3 separate regions of the Mus musculus genome follow, and all the other regions are linked to region 3. The links are chromatin contacts, called in public Hi-C and HiChIP or PLAC-seq maps. All regions are on one chromosome and are shown on one strand. Each heading gives the region's core, a stretch centred on a gene start, on an enhancer-like site or on the middle of the called end of the contact. The rest is flanking DNA. Distances are from core to core; before and after follow the strand shown. Region 1 has its middle 6.7 kb from the start of Gm52637. Region 2 has its middle 4.0 kb from the start of Gm31419. Region 3 has its middle 6.9 kb from the start of Gm30944.

What was found. Hi-C and Micro-C count contacts between places; a contact is called where the count stands out from the background. HiChIP or PLAC-seq counts read pairs in DNA pulled down with a chosen protein or histone mark.
Region 1: a contact with region 3 is called in a Hi-C map of ventral hippocampal neurons, with 1.6 times the contacts expected there. The contact joins two enhancer-like sites. A contact is called at or near these places in 1 of 39 promoter capture datasets (hippocampal neurons), 7 of 484 Hi-C or Micro-C datasets (brain, cerebral cortex, cortical neurons and 1 more) and 3 of 115 datasets of contacts at active chromatin or transcription factors (VIP interneurons, embryonic stem cells and neural progenitor cells).
Region 2: an H3K27ac HiChIP or PLAC-seq map of VIP interneurons shows a contact between it and region 3, with 7 times the contacts expected there. The contact joins two enhancer-like sites. A contact is called at or near these places in 1 of 484 Hi-C or Micro-C datasets (cerebral cortex), 2 of 115 datasets of contacts at active chromatin or transcription factors (VIP interneurons and embryonic stem cells) and 1 of 9 other capture datasets (embryonic stem cells).

Annotation. Positions count from the first base shown.
Region 1 is chr3:85,377,133-85,381,507 of GRCm38.p6, reverse strand. No RefSeq gene overlaps it. Among named protein-coding and RNA genes, the nearest start is that of Gm52637, 6.7 kb to the left of the region's middle. Within about 2 kb of position 2,582, at least 41 of the 459 cell types and tissues checked have an H3K27ac peak or open chromatin away from gene starts, as enhancers often do. A contact at or near this core is called in VIP interneurons, brain, cerebral cortex and 3 more, where this site is marked.
Region 2 is chr3:85,493,618-85,498,034 of GRCm38.p6, reverse strand. No RefSeq gene overlaps it. Among named protein-coding and RNA genes, the nearest start is that of Gm31419, 4.0 kb to the right of the region's middle. Within about 2 kb of position 1,729, at least 5 of the 459 cell types and tissues checked have an H3K27ac peak or open chromatin away from gene starts, as enhancers often do. A contact at or near this core is called in VIP interneurons, where this site is marked.
Region 3 is chr3:85,013,963-85,018,039 of GRCm38.p6, reverse strand. No RefSeq gene overlaps it. Among named protein-coding and RNA genes, the nearest start is that of Gm30944, 6.9 kb to the left of the region's middle. Within about 2 kb of position 2,234, at least 31 of the 459 cell types and tissues checked have an H3K27ac peak or open chromatin away from gene starts, as enhancers often do. A contact at or near this core is called in VIP interneurons, brain, cerebral cortex and 3 more, where this site is marked.

The sequences.
Region 1 (4,375 bases), core at 1,333-3,832, 360 kb before region 3:
TATAATTCACTATATCAGTGACGAGTTCCTAGGTGTGATTTCATAACTTGTTATACACTGTAGCTCTATCAGTTCCTTCTCTCACTACTGACAGACACAATGTAAGGGAGGAAGGATTGCTTTGGGTTCATGGTTTCAGAGATCACAGCCCATCCTGGCAGTGGAGCCTTTGCTGAATGGCTCTGTAGCAGCAGGAGTGTGAGGCAGCTCCTGTTACATCCTGATGGGTCAGGAAGCAGAGACCGGCTCTCTAAAGCTGTTCACATCTGAACCTCTGGAAGCATCAAAGATACGGTTGAGGTAAGGTTCTTAAAGAGGTCATAATCCTGGGTTCATCACATGGGATCTTGTTCCTTACAAAGGAGCACAGAGAGACAAGAGAGTGAGTAGATATGAGGCTAGAACCAGAAGCCACAGTGACTGGAGGATGAGATTGCAAGCCAAGCAGTGCAGGTGGCCCCGAAATGCTGAATGAAGCAAGCAACCAGACTCCTGTTAGAACCGGCCATCCTGGCTCCTTCACTTGAGTCCAGTGGGACCCATTTTGTATTTCTGGCCACCAAGATAGTCAGGGCTGTCTTGCACTGTGACATACTACTGGGCTTGCAGTTATTTGCTTCAGCAGAAATAGAACACTAATATAGGCCCATCAGTCCATCCATAAGACTGTGAGAGGGTTCCAGAACCAAAGAGTTTGAGAATCACCACTGGCAGCAATCTAAGGATGGCTGTGATGGAGTCAGACTTGGGCAGAGTGCAGGAGCCCCACAGAGTTACCAGTAGCTGCCTCCAAAGGGTCATTATGTCAGAGTGATCCAGGGTCTTGGCACACAAGAAGGGCTTTATAGATGAGTATACAGTAAGAGAGTAGCATGGAAGCAGCCTGCTTGCTCTCTGTCATGTCAACAGCCCATTTCCAAAGATGATATGACTTACAGGGGTCCTGGCTTCATGCTGGAAACTTACAGATAACTCAAGACTTACTGCCTTTATTTCCTAAGACACAGACTCTGAAGCCCAGAGTAGCCAAGGCACCTGTTCAAGTCACATGACCAGCAACTGTCAGAGCTGGACATCAAATCTCTATAGGTCATGTCACAGACCCCACTCTTTCTGCCACAGCCTCTGTGGATTTGGATGCATCTACCCAATATCAACAGACACGGGGCCATCAAGAGAAACTTTGAGACAGGTCCAGGTGGGCATGGGGAGCCAGGAAGAGCAGGTGACATCCACTAAGATCACCACTTCCTTTTGTCACCAGCTGTCATGTCTGCTGCACTGGCAAAAACTCTTAAGCAATTTATCCCAAAAAGCCACTTGTTTTCATCTGGATGAGTTTATCCCCCCCAGGATTTCAAATGAAAGGAATAAATAAGTTTAACTCAAGGGAACAATGGCTGAGTCGCTTAAGCCTCGGTGGCAAGCATTATCTAATACAATTTTCCAGAAATTGTTATCATTATCGCTTGTCTTCTGGAGGCACTGAGGCTCTCGAAACCGAGTGTTACCATGGTGCCTACGATCTTCAGCAATTTTTCTTTTTGTTCAGTTTTACTTGGTAAATATTTCTCTTACTTTGTCTTTGAACTGAAATAAGATAGCAGAGGGAGGACTGGTCCCGAGGTGACCTTTTAACAGTTCCTCCACTGCTGGGTGGCTAGTAAGTTAATTAAGCTTCCTGTTAATTAACTTTAATAATTACTTTCGATATGGTCCTACCAAATGGTTCTTACCTTGGCCATGGATGGCCAGCCAGCCTGTTAATCAGAATGCCAGCCCACATTGCCAAGGGGCAACCTGACCCTAATGGATAAGAAAGATAAGGCTTTACCAGTTAGCTGCCTTTGCCTGGACAGAGAAAAGGCCAGGGATGGGAGGTCAGTTTGCACACAGCCGCAACGTCCACACTTCTGGCCTTCTTAAGGTATCTCTGTTTTAATGAGATGTTGGCAGAGTAAGTCATCTGGTCTTAATTTAAATCTGATTCCAAAAGACAGATCTGGTTTTAAGAGGAAAAAAGAAAAAGCTGGCAGATTTCAGATTTTTTCTTTTCTTTCTTTTTTCCTTTTTTTTTTCTGCTTTTCTGCTTTAAAGGAACATTTCTTGATTTGGAAAAGACTGATTCACCCAGAAGTCATCAATGGTAAATCAGTATCTATGTTCCCAGTGGCTTTTAAGGTAAAATACCTCACCATGTGATATCCACCTGCCTGCCTCATCAACCGAGCCCAGGCACGGGCAGAATGAGCCAATCACTAATGAGCATGGGTCTGAGCGTAATGCCAGTGCTCTCGAGCCGCAACGTCATGCTAATAACTTAAGAACTGCTTGGTGTCAAGGCTCCACACAGAGTGGATGATACTAGTCAGCTCATTTGGCTTTTAATAGTCTGAACGTCCTGGTGGCTCTGAGACTTTTTTCCAAAGCCAAATTGTCTTGCTTGTTAAATATGTAATGTATTTAGGAGTCTTCATTTTCCATGCTTAGAAAAATGGCCTTGGAGTCTTATAGCGAGCACCCCGTTGAGAGGTCTGTGGGCATTTGGAACGGGCTGATGGCACTGCCACGGGGTGTCAGCGTGGGTGCAGGGGAGTCAGACATTCTCCCCGACTCCCTTAGAGAACCTGGTGAGGTTCTCTCCAGTGCTTCAGAAGAGAGAAAGAAATCCGAAACGCTGGTATTTTTAGCTCCCACTCCCTTCTTGACTGTGAATAGGAACGTGATTGAGATTCCCACCAGTCTTCAAAGCAGACTTACCTTTAAAGCAAATGCCAAGGGTTTGAAAACTCATTGGGAATGGGAGCACACGTGCATGAACAGAGGCAGCTTTTAAAAAAAGAAAGCCAAGCCCTGGGGCTGTCAGCAGAGTTGAGATAAGGTCTTGCTCCCCTCCCCTGCCCCACACCGCAGGAGCACAGGCGGGGATGTTCCTTCCACTTTGACATGTCATGTACCCTGCGGTGTGGACAGGGACTGGACTCTCAGCTGGCCCATATGCCCCAGGGCACGTGGGGCTCTCCCAGTAATTGGAGTGCTTACAAAACCAGTTCAGTACTCGAGGAAATGACCTGCAGGGTATGCTGGGATGGATTCAAACATTTCTTGTCACTTATAGCACCTGTGACTGAAGAGACGCGGGGACAGAAAGGAGGGTTAGGAATGCATAAAATCTAAAATAAAACCACCACAGAGCTCAGAGCACATGTCTGCTCACAGAGACATCAGCTGGGGGAGACTGTTAAAAGAAAAGAGAAGCCCCTTTGACTTTAAGAAGCACATTCCTAGGACCTGGCACCAAGCTAACAATGGGAGCCAAGCCAGGGCAAGCCTTGCAAGTGTTCCCTGCCGCAATCCTATCCGAGGAAGCCACCTGGCTGGTTTCAGCTGGAAGCCTGCTTCACACCCCTTTGGACAATGTTGTTTGTAGAGCCATCTGGCTTTGGTCATGAAACACTCGCCAACACCACAACATCAGGAATGATACTTTTCTTTCTTGGGTCACAGACAGGACGAATCATATTGTGTTGATTAACCGAGGAATCTGGAACATATGAGCAGGTTTCAAAAAATCATCTAGCATTCACCCTAACTTTTTCAATGGTCATCTAGAGTCTCCCAAGTTTCCTGTTCCTCCATTCTGTGACCTTCTAGACTTAGCCAATAAAATATCAAACTGAGAGCAAGCTTGCTGTAAACATGGCTGGCTCTTTCTACCCAATCTGTAGGGAGTGTCAGTGTCTGGCAGAGTGGGGCCTCTGCTTGCATGAGCTTCACTGGTGTGTTCATCCCACGTCCTAAACTGCGGTACCCATCTGATTCCGGTCTCCATGGTGATGGTTACAGCTCCCATCAGGATTTGCAGCCCTCATCTCCTTCTTCCTCTTCTGCTTTTTTTCATCCTCTTCTGGTAGCTGGGTCAGAACCCAGGAGGCATCTAGAATCCTTGCCTCTCATCAACATGGCCTCTGCAAGTTCTGTCAGTGTCACAGGCCTTCCCATAAGTCTCTACTCTGTCTCCACAACCCCAGTCTGGATTTTGTCACGTCTGACAGGAATACTGTAATGGCTTCCCCATTGTCATCCCTTCTTCCTGTCCCACTGTGCAGTGCTCACTCCTCAGATCTCACCTCATGGCCTTCTGTTCTCCTCAGAGATGAGCTGTTGAGATAATCTATTAGCATGGCGGCAGCAGCCCTCCTCATCCATCTCAGGCTTCCCCTACAGAGTGTTTGCAGCCTGATGGGAAGCCCCACACCTTGGGTTACATTGCACCAGGCAGTAACTCTGGACCAGTATGATGTGGCAGCCAAGAAGCATGCTCCCGTTGCAGTGGTGGCCACCTCAGCAATACTCTTTAGTCTGTTGCCCTAGG
Region 2 (4,417 bases), core at 480-2,979, 480 kb before region 3:
GCCCAGAAAGAAATGTTATCTATAGCGCTGTTTTCCTGAACTCTCCACAATTCAAGAGAATGCAAACTGAAAGCTGGTTCTACAGTGCCTGGGCCCAGTTGCTCAGCGTGGTGGATGGCTTCAGTTAGGTGGCGGTCACTGAGGAGGGTCTGCTTGCCAGAGCAGGAGCTGGGAAAACGGCTCCAAGTTAACCAAGCCAGGGACTTCTACCATGTTCATTCTTTTTTAAAAAAAAATTAAAAAGATTTATTTATGTTCATTAGTGTTTCACCTGCATGTCTGTGTGAGGGTGTCAGTCAGATCTTGGAGTTACAGACAGTTGTGAGCTGGCATGTGGGTGTTGGGATTTGAACCTGGGTCCCCTGGAAGAACAGTCTGTGCTCTTAACCGCTGACCCATCTCTCCAGCTCCCACTATGTTAATTCTTAATTTTCGAATGGCAGCTGGAAAGGTGGCTCACTACAGGACCTGAGGTGGTGACCAAAGGCTGATGGTCAAACAGTTCTGTAAAGGTGTGGGCAGGTCGCTGAGGTCTCAGGGGCAGTGATCAAAGATCGACCTTTGCTATTCACTGTGGTCTGAGGACCAGCAGAATCGTGTGACTTTACAGTGTGACAACAGATCAGTGTGCATTTACAGTACTACCTGATCCACAGCCATATTCTAAACCTATTGGATCCAAATGCACACACATTTTTAATTATAGGTGATTTGTTTGCACATAAAAGATTAAGCGGCTCTTGTACATCCCAGCAATTCCCTGTTGGTAGCAGCCCAGAGTTTTTAAAGACAGGACCAGCTTTGCTAGCCCACTGGGAATGGAAGCTCATTCGGCGCATTCTCTTTTCAGCAAAAACCTAAGAATGGGCAGGCATGCGTCCCCCACCAGCTGTACAATACAACATTTAAAAAAAAAAAAAAACTTACTTTTCCTCCTGGAAACAAACCATCCTTCCTAACTGCCTTTGATTCTGGCAAAGCTGTCAACCATCAAGATGAGCACCTGATTGAAACTGGATAGGAATCCTCCCCACCCCCCACAGTGGGACTGGTAGGCATGTCCTCCTAGCACATGGGTGGGGACCTGTGGGATCAAAAAGCCAAACATACCTTCCTAGCACATGTGCGAGGACCAGTAAGAGCGCAAAGCCAGAGGAGTCAGGGCTGAAAGACAGAGACAGAGACATCATTTGAACACCTCAGCACAATTGTTCCAGAAGTAAGACCACCCTTGGGCTCCAGCTTGAGTGAGCCTATAAACGCACAGCTTAGTTTAAAGCAGTCATAGGTGGGTTCTTCTGCTCTTTAGCTAAAATAAGGCCCAGACGATACGGTCTTGAAAATTAGATTATCAGCTCGTCTAAACTGGAAGCATTTATAGCTGGACACATGAGAATAAATGAGAGGAATACATTCTCTGGTGGTTCACAACCTGGAATTTGACCAGTGTGTGAATGAATTTGTAAGGTGCATGTATGTTTACATTTAATCTGAGCCTGACTAAATGTAGGTGGTTTAAAATGTTTAGACACTCCTGAGCCCTAAATACTGGTTTTCTGTATTGTAATGCAGCAGAAGGCTATATTTATTTTCTGGATTTAGAGGCAATGTGTCCTGAAATTAATATTTAAATTTATGCCAACTAACATGCAAATGAGCACGGCACTGGCGTTTTAAAACCAAGAGGATGGGATTGCAGCACTGACACTTCAATGGTGCTGATGCTTGGATGAGACAAGACAAAGAGGGCTAAAATGCAGATGGGATGGTTCCCTTGAACGAGCCAATGCAGGTGGGGTATTTACGGCTCTGTAAAGTGTTTTAAAACAGGAAACAGTATCTCAACTTAAAATAGTGATTTAACCATTCATTAATTTACTCAATGCAAACACGGCAACTTTTCTGAAATGGTGTTGCCAGTAAACACAATCTACAACCCACCCACACACACAAAAATGTATTTTTATTCCTGCCAAACATCAAAATTTAAGCCTGCAATTGTTTGCTCTGGTTTTCTGTTCAGTGAACGGTTGTTATTCACTGTAAGCCATATATTTCATCATTGTATACCTACTTTAATATGTGTGGTGTGTACATATTTTATGCTAATCAGCTAAGTTATACACAACAGAAACTTGGCAGGTCATACTTTAAATGAGGTGGATTTTTTTGAAAGTAAAATAAAATGTCTGAGGTTGACGGTCTGGTGGGGTGTCCTAGTGGTTAGTGAGGACTGAAGCTGCCTCTGGGTTTTTGAAGCACAAAGCCTAGGATGCAACTTCTCTCCTCTAGGTGGCTGCTGGGTCTCTCTGGCCGCACCAGCCAACTTCTCTACAGCAGATGGAAGGAAGAAGTTTGCCTTCTCTCTTTAAATGGAACTCTCTAAATGATCCCCCTTTAGCTCGGAAGCCATGTGTAACAAATAATAACAAAGGTTATTATTTTGAGTATTCTATTTTAAGAAATAGAAAACAGGTGTGCTTAAGTTTGAATCTTAACTGTCTCTCATGTGATGACACTGCAGTCCACAGCTTAGTGCTATCAGAGCCACTGGAAGCTTCCAGAGGTAGGAGGTGCAAGGTCGTTGATGGGTGTGTCCTCGGAGAGATAGAACCCTGGCCCCTTCTTCCCCTCTTCCACGTTTTGACCATGGGGTGAGCATCTTTCTTCTGCTTCTTCCCATTGTCATCTGGCACAGGCTTAGTAGAAATGGGACCAAACAAGCATGGATTAGAACCTTTGAAGCCATGAGCCAAGATGAAACTCCCTGTAAGCTGATTATCTCAGTTGTTCAGTATAGTGATAGAAAGCTGGCCAATAAAAGGTATTTAAAAGGCACTGGCCAAACTGTGCTCTAGATATTAAATATATATTTGTCAGTATTTTTATTGTCTGTACTAGCAACCAGCTTCTTAGGGTCAAGAGTCTGCTTTGATGAAAATAAATTATTATTGTATCTTTAATGCTATTTTATGTTTATCTTGCATGGCTTCTATTGTGTTACTTACTATTACGCATATGCACGTGTGTCCGTGTTGGGAGTCTATGCACATAGTTATGCACAGAGGACAGAAGAGGGCATCAAATCTCCTGGAGTTGGAGTTACAGGTGGTTATGAATCACCCAACATGTTTGGTTGGAACTGGCAGAGGGTGGCCCTTAGCTTCCGAGCCATCTCTCCAGTCCCTGTGCTTGATTTTATTCCACTAGCTTATCAACCACAATTGATTTGAGTCTGGATTGAAAGGAACGCAGTAACTATAGATCTGATGACAAAGAGAGTTGTGAGCAATTAATAATGTCTTCAGTGGTCGGTGCACAAGGGTTGGTCTTTACCTTACGTTTCAACTAATAGGTTTAGGAACATATGGCTCTCGTGAAGCCTGCTTCAATCTCCACCAAAAAGCTTTATTTAAATGTATTGTTTGGAATATTTTATTCTGGGGAAAGATGAAACCCTCAGCAAATTGGAACTCTCTCAGGCAGTTATACATTGTTTTTGCAGGTTTCTAGAGTATTGCTAAAGGAATTACATTCAAATTCCAAGTTACACTTAGCTGGCAAATTCTCAGTTGAAAGTTGCTTGGGAAGAGGATTTTTGTTATTCTTTAGAGGACGAAGTAGAAAAACAGGTCATGAGTTTGATGCTGTCAGAGTGGAGATGCAATTCGATGACATGTTCATCTCTACATTCTCCTAGAAAGCAGAGGGGGCACGAGCCATGACAAGGACTTTCCAAGTTCAAAACAGGTGCAAGGAAGACAATTTCAGGGTTTCTCTTCATTGAATTCCAATGAGCCAGGCATGGGGACGAGAGGGCCAGAGTTAAATTAAACCACAATCAAAAATAACCAGGGCCATGGAGAGCGAGATACTGAACTGCATCTAAAAAAAAAAAAAAAAAAAAAGAGTCTTTAAAAAGCTGTGATTGCGCAGCCTTCTTTCTCTGTTCTGCCCTACACGTCACAGTTCTTCAGAATGGTGAGAAGACAGTGACTTGAAGAGGTTTTGATTCCTCTACAGGGGCGGAATTACGCAACCCCCTGTACATGAGACTTCGGGGCGGAGCTGGAGTAGGCCTCTAGGAGGCTTTACTCGTGCCTTTTCTCTTGACTCTCCCACTTGTGCATTAAGGATTGCTGTTTTATTGAAGTAATCTGCATGACTATTGGCTTTTTTTACTTTGTTTATCTACAGCTGTGGAGAATGGCCTATATGTAAATACAACCTATTAATTCTGTCTCTTAGCTTGGTCTCTTTCAAGGAGACTCTGAGAGGCCTTGGAGCAGGTTATTTATTTGGGAAGTGATCTCAGAGAGCAGGAGGGGAAACCAGATGGAGAGAAAGAGGGAGGACCATCTAATACATTGAGAATGTGATCAAGATCGTATGGATCGGCAGGCTTGATTCTATCCAG
Region 3 (4,077 bases), core at 985-3,484:
TGAACTCAGGAATCTGCCTGCCTTTGTATCTTTCTGACAAGCTGGCTCATGGTGCAATTGCATCTGTTCTTTTAGATTTGTGAAGCCCCTCATATAATCCATATTGCATCCTTATATTTTGCATAGTTGAGAAATTATTATTATTATTCAACTCATGTGTTTAGAGTTCTTTTCCACCTGAAGGGCTAGTCTGAAGGTCTCAGTGTTTCCCATTTCTCTGAGACATAGACATAGCCTTGGCTCCCAGATTAGTGCTATCTCTGAATAGCATGGAGTCATTAATCTTGGAAGAGAGGACATTTCCCCCAATAACCTTGGTAGGGAGAATATTTTCCAAAGGAGGAACATGAAGTTTATATATATAAATAAGCCCCACACCCAGCAACTATCACCGCTTGTGGAGGCCCATGCCCTGGCTCTGTTCCAGGGGCAGGAACCATGTTGTGCCACCCTGTGCTTCCACATGGCTATGCAGGACTCAGCAGTCCTGGTGTGTTTTCTTCATTCTACACACACTCACAGGGCTCCCGACACCACCCCGTGCCCCTACCCCATCCCCCAGCTCCCACCCCATCGCCCTGCCATCTGTCGTCTCTGCTCCTTTTGCCCATGAGGACTGATATCAGCCTATGCTCCATGAGGGCAGGGATTGTCACACTACGCCATCCATTTTTTTCTTTTGGAAACAAGAGTTTGTATTTCGCTTTGGAAAAACATCCTTTTCCATTCTGAGGCCCGAAGTAGAGGTGGGGCTAGCTCCATTCTAACTCAGGCCTTGTCCTGTGGCCACAGTCATTGGTTAAGAGATGAACACATGAACCAAGCTGTTCTCATAGGAGCCATACTATGTTCTTTTTACTGGTTACTGGTTTGGCCAAACTGATAAATTACAATGCTGGATCCGCTGTAGGCAATGAGATAAAACATGCCTTCCTGGACGTCACCATCAGCACTAATAGATGAAGAAGTCAAGCCTGGGGACACTGTATGTCACCTGGTTCCAGCCATGCCTGAAACTTCTCCACTTTTAGCTTTTCCAACTAAATGAGCTAATAATTCAAACATTTTCTTTTTATTCTTGCTTAAATTATTTTTTTTAAAATGGATTTCCTATTCCTTGTTTCTAAGAGTCAAATGCTAACTACCCAAGCAGGGAATTCCTCTAGTCAGAGTACTGAAAAGAGGGTGTTTGTTCTCCTCCGAGTGTGTAAATGAAGGCAGGTACACACCAACCAACACAAACGTGCACACACATGTACATGTGAGAGTGACGTGCATGTATTTTCTCTGCTTGTACCTGGGCCCTGTTTCTAAATGCTCTACTTTCAAAAAATTCAGGTAGACAGCACCAGAAAGTGGGAAGAAGTCTCTCTTCCGCACCCTTTCTGTTGGCTAGTCCCCACCCCCCATGTTTGCAAAGGAAGTTATAGATCTTGAAAAAAAATTAAAGTGTGCAGAGGGACTCTTCATAGCTGAATGCTTATGACTGTAAGACTGATTTTCCTTGGCAAAATTTGAAACCACGAACAACAAAGACTATAGGGGAAGTCACAAAACAAACAACATTCTCCAGGGTTCTTGGGGGCCGGCGGGTGGGGGTGCGGGGTGGGGGGGCGCTTCCAAACAGGGCCAAACATTGGCACAGCTAATGCAGGTAAGTGCTGACACACAGGTACATTTTCCTCACCGAGAGGAGAAGGGAGGAAAAATCAATAAAATATGCAAATAAGGCATCAAACCTCAGAGCATGGAAATGTGGGTATTTTAATTTCCCCTGATACAGACAAATGCAGCCATGAGAAGTTTCTTCGGGAGTTTTTGTCATCTGCCATTTGTAGAGGGAGAGGGGGAGTTAGGAAGCAGTGAGCAGAGGAGAGAATTACCCAGAAGCCAGCAAGACCCTTTGCCCACAATGCAGTAGGCGCAGTCATCCCCAAAGGGCCTAACTCCTCCCAGAAGCCACTTCAAAATCACCTCCATGAGGATGAAATTGTCAAACCACACCTCGTTCTTTGGCAGCCAATGCTGCTTGGAGAGAGGCGGAAAGAAGCGCTTGCAGTACTGGAAGCTTCCTTGTGGCCTGTTTGGAAGATGTCTCTTTCTGTGGGAGAACACAGTTGTGCTTCTGAGCCCTGCTTCTGACAGGCTGCTGCTTTGGGGGGCCTGCCTGTGCTACGGCAGGGCAGAACGGCAGCCTTGGAATCCCAGCAGTTCTGGCTGACTTCACCACTGACAGCTTGTCGTCGCTATGGAGGCGGCTGAGCCTTGGTTTCCTTATATATGAGCTGTAATAGAAACACCTGCTCTAAAGCTTGGTGGTGGTGCACAGTAAAACTAGCGAAAAGGCCAGGCATGGTGCTGCATACCCTCAGCCCCAGCATTGTGGAAACAGAGAGAGCTGGGTCTCTTTGAGTTAAAGTCCAGCCCTGCTCTGTAGAGCCATTCTAGGCCACCCAGGGCTGCATAGTGAGACTGTCTTTAAAAACACAAAACAAAACAAACAACAACAAAAATAAAACCTCTAAAAGCTAAAAGGATCCACTAGTGGAGGCATAATTCTGTAATTCTATGGTCAGAAAGCTGAGGCAGGAGAATTATGATTTCAAGGTCAGTTTTGTGGCTGTCTAGTAAAATCCTGTGAAGAAAGTAAAGGTAGGGAGAGAGGAAGAGAGGGAGGGAGGGACCGAAGGAGGAAGAGTGGGAGGGAGGAAAGGAGGGAAGGAGGGAAGGAGGGAAGGAAGGAGAGAGAACATAGACTCATGATCCCTTCACAAACACAAATAAGCTATGGACTTCACTGTGTACCCTTAAGTTTGTGCCTAGAAATCACACAATCTCTCTCCTCTCTCTCTCTCTCTCTCTCTCTCTCTCTCTCTCTCTTTCTCTCTCAAGCAATCGAGATTAGAGCAAAAACATAATGGATAGACTTCTACACTTTGGGACTCAGCCACTGAAAAGGAGCAGGAAGGGACTAACTTTGGAATAGGGACCACAAAAGATGAGTCTCTCCTAGCACTGGAAGGACAAGAGGAACTTCCTGACAGTTACCTGATGCTCCTGGGTGAGGGCAGCTGTAGAGCAGGTCTTACCTGGGCCAGAACCAGCAGCTGGCCCCTTGCTGGTGGGAGCCACCCTGCCTGCCTCTGAGCAGAGGCAGGGTGATCGTCAGGCAGGGTCAGGGAAAGCCTCCCTCCCTGTGCCTGGCAAGAGACAAATGTCAAGAACAAACTATTATCTGAAGAAATCTGGATTCCAGGAGCGTTGAAGAAAGGTAGACTTTACAAGGCAACAGAGAAAATAGACACATAAAAACCGACCACGACCTGTCAACAGATTACGCTGTATTCTCTCTGCTTTCAAGGTTAGGGACACCCCTCTTTCCTTCATTACCACCTCAACAGCACAGTGCTCTGGATCTACAGAAACAGACCTTGCAGAAATGAGACCTTTAAAGCTGTTTCCAACTTGGGGGATTTCGGTGCGGGTGGCTCTGGTGTGATGATCTGCATTAAACAGAGAGCTAGGGCATCTATGCCCGGTGCCCAGGCTAGGAAAATGTTGGTTCACACTAAAGGGCAAGCCAGGAGGCTGGCAGAATTCCCAGATCCACTGAGTCAGGTCTTTGCACTTCTGCCTCAGAAGCTGTTTTAGCTTTTTGGAGGTAGTTGAAGCTGTTTACCTCAACGTTGGTACTGAAAAATAAGAACTGACTCTGGGATTGATGGTTCAATTTAACTGGCAGCTTGATGCATTTTAGAATCGCATAGGGGAGAGTTTCAGTGAGGGACTGTCCAGATCCAGTTGGCCTGTAGTCTTCATGGATTGTATTGATTACCTTATCTGAAGCGAGATAGCCCAGCCTAAAGCCGTGGGCAGTTCCATACCCTAGAAGATGAGCTGAGTGTGCGCATGCATGCGCTCTCTGCCGCTGACGCGATGTGTCTCTGTTTCCAGCTCCTGACTTGATTTCCTCACAGTGATGCACTGTAGCCTAGAATGGAGGGTAGAATTATTCCCTTTTACCTTAAAGTTGTTTTTTTTGGGGGGGGGGGCATTTCTATCACAGCAACAGAAATG